2 separate regions of the Mus musculus genome follow, and region 2 is linked to region 1. The links are chromatin contacts, called in public Hi-C maps. All regions are on one chromosome and are shown on one strand. The core of a region is the stretch at or near the end of the contact, and the rest is flanking DNA. Distances in the headings are between cores, read along the strand shown.

The links. Hi-C and Micro-C count contacts between places; a contact is called where the count stands out from the background.
Region 2: a contact with region 1 is called in a Hi-C map of liver, with 3 times the contacts expected there. The contact joins the promoter of Ubqln1 here to the enhancer-like site in region 1. A contact is called at or near these places in 3 of 39 promoter capture datasets (the HPC-7 cell line, hematopoietic stem and progenitor cells and liver), 1 of 15 datasets of contacts at CTCF or cohesin (CD8 T cells), 39 of 484 Hi-C or Micro-C datasets (B cells, CD4 T cells, CD8 T cells and 29 more), 17 of 115 datasets of contacts at active chromatin or transcription factors (the 230-238 cell line, the SCID.adh cell line, SST interneurons and 9 more) and 4 of 9 other capture datasets (adipose tissue, embryonic stem cells, liver and 1 more).

Annotation. Positions count from the first base shown.
Region 1 is chr13:58,180,341-58,183,649 of GRCm38.p6, forward strand. It overlaps Ubqln1 (ubiquilin 1), which reads right to left. Exons shown (of 11, transcript NM_026842.4): 7 at 2,842-2,984; 8 at 482-565. Among named protein-coding and RNA genes, the nearest start is that of Idnk, 24 kb to the left of the region's middle. Within about 2 kb of position 1,396, at least 12 of the 459 cell types and tissues checked have an H3K27ac peak or open chromatin away from gene starts, as enhancers often do. A contact at or near this core is called in intestinal villus epithelium and liver, where this site is marked.
Region 2 is chr13:58,213,953-58,217,414 of GRCm38.p6, forward strand. It overlaps Ubqln1 (ubiquilin 1), which reads right to left and starts at 1,701. Exons shown (of 11, transcript NM_026842.4): 1 at 1,332-1,701. The coding sequence starts at 1,484.

The DNA.
Region 1 (3,309 bases), core at 146-2,645:
GTGACAATCTTGGGAAGTGTTTTTTTAAACCTTCCTTAGGTGACAACACCAACTCACTAATTCTGATTGTGAGAAAATGAGGTCTACTCCTAGAGAACAAGCATTCTACTAATTTGGAAGAAAATGAGACATTACAACAAAAGCCAACCTGAGGGCAGCACCTTCCTATCACTCAAAACTAGTCCGAACTGTACAGTGTGTGTAAAGATGCACTTCAAGGTTAGCACAGTGAAGGGAAATGGCCTATGATATCAACAAGGCGTTCAGAACCCTAAATCCTCATGCGCAAAAGCAACACAGTTCTCAACTCATAGGAGGAGTGACATGGTCCGGGAGGGTCAGGCTCAGTGCCTACTAGAGGGTGGAACCACACGCTCCTGTGCACTGTGCTATCTGTCAGCCACGGAGAAGGACACTCTCGCTCACCACCAAACCTTTCAAGCAGAGCATTACAAGGACAGCAGCGTCTTCTCTTACTCACTTGTTGGAGGAAAGTTGGGAGCTGTTGTCTCATTTGTTCTTGAAGCTGAGGATTTCCAGCAAATAGGGGATTATTCAGCATCATCTATGGGGCAAGTATTCAAACAATTTTAACTGGAAATATCTGAAACAAGTAAGGTACCTGGTTTAATTTCTACCTTCCTCCAAGTGCCTAAATTGGCACTTAAAGGGAGGGAGAACAGAAATAAAAAAAAGGCAGGGAAGTTCTATCCACAAGGAGCTCAGGGGAAGAAATGAAGGGAAGGAAGGAAGGAAGGAAGGAAGAAGAGAGGAAGGAAGGAAGGAAAGAAGGCAGGCAGGCAGGCATCTTCTCTTTCAACGAGAATGGTGGGTGATGGATGACATGCAGTGCCCTAAAAAAATAAAAGCAATTGTTTTGTCTCCTTTTCCTTGAACAAAGGTGTGAATTTCTGCCTTTGAAAAGAAAAAACCTGGGAGTGCCAGGCTCTCAGGAAGATATGCTTTCTGCTACACTACAGAGTAAAAGAAACATCAATATGTAACAGCTTAAACATGGCTTGCTTAGAAACTTCAACACACAAACAGCAAGCAGAGAGAACACCCAGGTCTAAGACCATTGGATCTGCCTGCCCACCACTAACAGTTGCTGTTAGGTCCAGAATAACCACAAAGCAGCAATCAACTTGTCAGAGAAATGGAGCTGCTAGGTGAAAACCAGTCCAAACTAGCACCAGCCATCCTCAGGGAAGTGCTTAGATACCTAAGCCGCAGAGAGGTAAATGAGAAAGAACACCGAGATTAACTAACGTCTGGCTTCCACTTCACTAGCACCACAGTAAAAACGGGGGACACCTAGCCGTCAACGTATGACCAGTATTAACATGATGTGACTGCCTGGGGTGAGACCGTCATGCACAATAAGCAAACCAGAAACTACAAGGTTCAAAAAAGACAAATTGCATATTGCTTCCCAAAGATTACTGATGGCCCCTTTACCTGTCCAAAGTCTGGGGAGGAAATGATCTTTGCCCTCAATTAGGCAACCATACTAAATAACAACTGTATGTAAATCCTGTCTTAAAAAAAAAACAACTTCTCCCATCCCTCCTTCAAAGTGGATTATTTAATTTCAAAGCAGGAAACAGTTGGTGTCTTATGGATACAGAGTGTACTTTAGAGTAAGCAGCAAATTACCAGAACCTGCTCCAGGCCAGGGACGCCTCTTTTTAAGTCTTCCGGGCAAATGCTCGTTTGTTACGAGGCTGTTAATCAGTTACCACATTTACTTTCATCTTAAATTACTCAACTAGTATAGAAAAAGCTTGTCTCACACACACACTCACACATACACACCTTTTTATTTATCATACTTATTATATTTTCCTCACTTACCTGAACCTCCATTCCACAATTCAGTTTCTACATTTAACATAATTAAATATTTAAGTTGAAAAGAATACCCACTATGAACGTGAGCAGCGGCATCAGAGCACACTGTAAGCTGGGAAGGACTCTATCATAAGGGCATCACCTTGACTGCCAGGGTTTTGCTTTACTGCTAGCAGACAACAGCTGCGAAGCACCCAGGTCCCCTACAGACAAGAGTGTGCTCACTAACGAGGAACCAAGGATAAGGCACACACTCAGGGTTAACTGAATACATACTTGAAAATATAGGTCACTTCACACACCTCCACATCTCAGGGACCCAAGTGACAAAAATGCTTAGCACGCATTAACATCAAGCACTTAATTAATAAATTCACAAAACCACACAACAACCCATACCATGCACGTTTTGAGATTAACATTATCCAGATGCATTGTCCTTTAAGTATTTGTTGTTACATAAGTCATCACCAAGGACCGACCCTACCTCAACGACATCTGCTATACCCTTGTAGCAGTGTGGCTGCAGGATTTTGAAAATAAAAACCATTTCATAATGAAAGAAGAGAAGCTTTTAAACTTAACAGAGTGCTGTAAGCACCCAGAGCACACTGTAAGCTACATTCCTCCAGCAGTGACCACGTGGGTGCTCACTGTACTCCCTCCAGCTGTTCAGGCACAGGAAGGGTGCTGCTGCTCCATCTCCATCCACAACCACCACCCCGAGAGCTAGCACCAAACACCACACTGGGGAGCAGCAGTGATCAGAGCAGGTTCCCTAAAAATGCCTGGTTTTGTTTTTAAAAGTACATCTCATCAACAAATGGCAGACATGAGATTGTTTCAAGTATATCTGAACTAAAACTGCCCCCAAAGCTGGAGGTGCAGTGTCCACATCTCTAGTGTTCTGAGAGAGCACAAGCCAACGTGCGGAGAGGATACCACAGGCCTGTTTAGTTCAGAACACTCTCAGCACAGCCACAAGCTCACCTGCGCAGCAAGGTCGGGGTTCTGGCTCAGGGACTGCAGCATGCTCCTCATGTATGGGGCGGACAGCATGTTCTGCATGAGCTGTGGGTTCTCAGTTATCTGCTGCAGCAGGCTCTGCATTCCGGGGGTGTTGAACATACTAGCTAAAAATTTATTTAAAAACAAAACAAAAAAAACAAACAAACAAACAGATTAAGACACACATTTATGTTTTAAGACACAGTATATATTGTGACTTTACATCCCCTTCTCCACACTTAGTGTTCATAGCTAAATAAAGTTGCTAACCAGTACTAGTTACTAAGCTCTATTTTCAGATCAACCTTTACTGTACTTGGTTATGGCTCCAAGGCACAAGAATTCTGACAGTGACACTTCAGAGGCCCAAAAAGAGCAAGTTGGCTTACTTCAATAAAGAGAGAAGAGTTCTGACACAGTACTGGGGGGGAAATGCCAGTGTAATGTTAA
Region 2 (3,462 bases), core at 451-2,950, 34 kb after region 1:
ACTCTGTTGGGAAAATAAAAATCTTCAGAGGTGACAAAAGCTCGACTGAAGAGAAAACGGAAGACGAAAAGTGTGCCGTCAACTGTAACAGACTTCAGCTGTCACGTGCTTGGCTGACACAGGTGTAGACGGGTCTGCAAAAACCAGCAAAGGCAACCATGTCCCATCATCGCACCTCAAACATAAGTGGAATACCATTTTTCAAAAAAAGTTGTTCTCAAGCCACTAACACCCATGCTGCTTGCCGACCTTATAAGGGTAATACTGATATTTACAACTTTAAAGTGTATTTTTAGAAATAAGAGATGCATGATGCAGAAAAGGCTGGAAAATGTCAATTGTGGGTGACATACAGACCTGCTGGGAATATAAAGAAGGTAAAATTTTTTATAGCAGCGTTAACAAACAATGGTAATGATCCAATCAACAAGAGTTTCTCTCAATGGTGCCACACACCCTCCTGCTTCAGAAAAACCCGACCTCACCTTTGGAACTAGATAAACCTTGAGAGAACTTAAAAGTACATTCCAGTGGTTGATACTTTGCTTCCTCGCATAAGACTGTTTACAATGTTTGATACTGTCAACAATTCAAGTGCCCTAGACTGTGTTGAAACATACATGATTGGTTCTCCCAAGGCTCTTAATTAACTGCAAGGCTTGTTTGCCTGAATAGACTTTAAAGCAATTACTTGATAAGAATTCCCCTTATCACCTACTGTGCTTTCTTGCAGGTTCCTTGCAACCAACTGCTAAGACCCAGCTAGGTGTCTGTCTCGTCTCCCTAAAGATCAAACAATAACCTATCCGATGACTGGCAGCTAAGCGATGACGGAAGTATTGTAACAGAAACAGCAAGTCGCCAATGAATCAAAGTCATTTACTTTTCTCCTTTCAGGCGTGAGCTATCACAATGCGACTGAAAACAAGTTCCACGTCATAATTTTTATATAGGAGGCTCGAAGATGGGAAGGAGTTCAGCATTCAAAACCGAGAACCAACCCTCCACGTGCTTCTCACTCCTAAATCTCCCCAATTAGCAGGCAGGTGAAACAATGACCCCCCACCCAGCCTGGCCAAAGGACGAGCGCCGCCCGCGCCCAGCCGCCCCGCAGCGCCCGGCCCTTTGTGAGAAGTGGGGGCCCGGGGCCCGGAGCTCGGCGGCCGCGGCGCAGCCCAGCCCAGGCCGCGCGGCTCGCCCGGCCCGGCCCCGCACAGCTCACGCAGCGGAACCCAGCGGGGTCCGACCGGAGCTGCCCGGGGCCGCCGCCCGGCCAGGCCGCCCTTCCCGCCCCGTCAGCGACGCGGCGGCTGCCCGGCCGGCGCCCTCACCTGCTGGACCGAGCTGTTCTCGGGCACGGCAAACTCCTCCTTCTCTTTAGGCGTCTTCACCGTGACCTTCATGATCTTGGGCTCTGCGGGGCCGCCGTCGGCCGCACTGTCCTGCGCGCCCGGTGGGCCGCCGCTCTCTGCGCTCTCGGCCATGGCGGTGACTCAGGCGAGCGCGACACTGCGGGCTGCGGCCGGGTCCGCGAGGCGTGACAGGCTGCGGGGCCGCCGAGGGTGCGTGGACGCGGGCTGCGGGTGCAGGCCCCGGGTGGGCGATCGGCTGCCGTGTGGACGCGGGGACTCTCCGCGTCGCCGCCGCTTCCTCCTCCCGCACCTCCCCCACGCTCGTCGCCGGCGCCGCGCAGGGCACTCTGGGTAACGCGCTGGTAGCCGCGCCGACTCCTGGCGGCCGGCCGCGCGAGGCACGCCGGGTAGCGCGTTGGCCAAGGAGCCGACTCATGCATGGCAGCGCTCGATCCTTTTCTAGCCGGCGGACGAAGCGCGGGCTCCTCAAGGTCGATGGAGTGCTGGGCATGGCGGGAGAACTTAACCCACTTCGCGTCTCCCGTTCTTCGTTGAAAGAAATGCAAACGGGGTTTCTGCCAGGCACCGTGATGGTGCGCTAAGATGACGTCACGGCCAGCGAAATTGCTAGAAACGTCTGGCCCATTGCTCACGGTCCCGGTATCCTCCCCACCTGGTCCCCGTGGGCGTCTGCTTATGAAATAGCGGCGAGCTACTTTATTTTAATAAGCGTAGTGTTGGTGCCCGGGTGGAAGGAGTTGCGATTGCCTTGTCTTGTGCTCGGGGCTTGAAAGCTAAACCCATGGAGAAAGGTCTTTAAAGGACCGCGAAACAGACGCCAGTGAGCAACCAATGCATCCACAGGTGCTCACTGTTTCAGTGAGGCCTGAGCTTCCCTCCCTGGAGTCAAACCGGTTTGGTCAGATAGGGCAACCCATATTGTCTGTCTTCCAAGCTGCGTGGGGGCAGAAACAGAATGCCTAGGACTGTCCGCCCAGCGGGTAGGAGTTAGCCTAGATGATGTGTGCCTTTTGTATTCTGTCCAATTAAGTTACTGTACACCTCGGGCTTGAGGTGGCATCAGAGATAATGGCTGAAAAAGTATTTTCGGCATAATGTAGGCACACATAAGTTATTTCACATATGGATCCCACGTCATTTATTCGTAAAGATAACGTGTAATACAGTCCAGCACTTTATATTAACCAGCATTGCACAAATGTGAACTCTTGACAGTGTACCGTGACCCAAATATGCAAAGGCATTCCATAGTTCTGCTCTTGGGCCATCGAACCCTGTTCTATGATTAACTGTGGTTGCATAAACACTTCTTAGCAGAGCTCTTTGAAATCTGGGTCAGAGTTTCAAAGTATAAAATGGCAATACGGCGTCACTTGATATCACTTACATTTCTGCCAGCATTGTTCAATCACAGGAAGAAGTTATAAGCGTTATGTCTAGGTGTGAGAAAATTGTTACTTGGGGTAGAAAGTTCCCCCCATTAGGCAAGCAAGGATTTTGGAATTTTCATATATATATATCTTTCCAACTTTATTAGTTCCCCTGTTGTATGGTTTCCCTCCATGCTGTATTCTCCCTAAGCACTAACCCAGGCTGCCTTCCATGATGAACCACCCCACACACACACCTTCCCCCTCTAACTTTCTGTTTTCACATCACATTCCCCTGAAAGTCTTCACTCCATTGTCCTTTAGAATCCCAATCTGTTCTGCTCTGATAAATAAATTAGTTGTAGATAACATCTACTGGTGTGTTTATAGAATACCCTTGTAATTGTCTATATTTTATTTCTGAAAATCTCTAATGTTTATGGCATGCTGTGAATAAGAATTCTTCCAGCCACTCAAGCAACTGCCATCTTGGTAGTTCAGCTGCACTTTCTTGGAAAAGGCTCCTTCCAGCTGGCCTTACAGACTACCACACCCCTTGCTGGAGGTAGGGAAGGTCACAAGACCCTCACCAGGGTATTCAGCCTTTCTCAACCACCTGTTGTTTACAATGCTTCCTTAATTGCAAGTAGCCGCAAAGAAGGTCTAGAGTAAATAGGTCAAAGTAGACTGGGGTTTGGAGAGAGAGAGAGGAGAGAGAG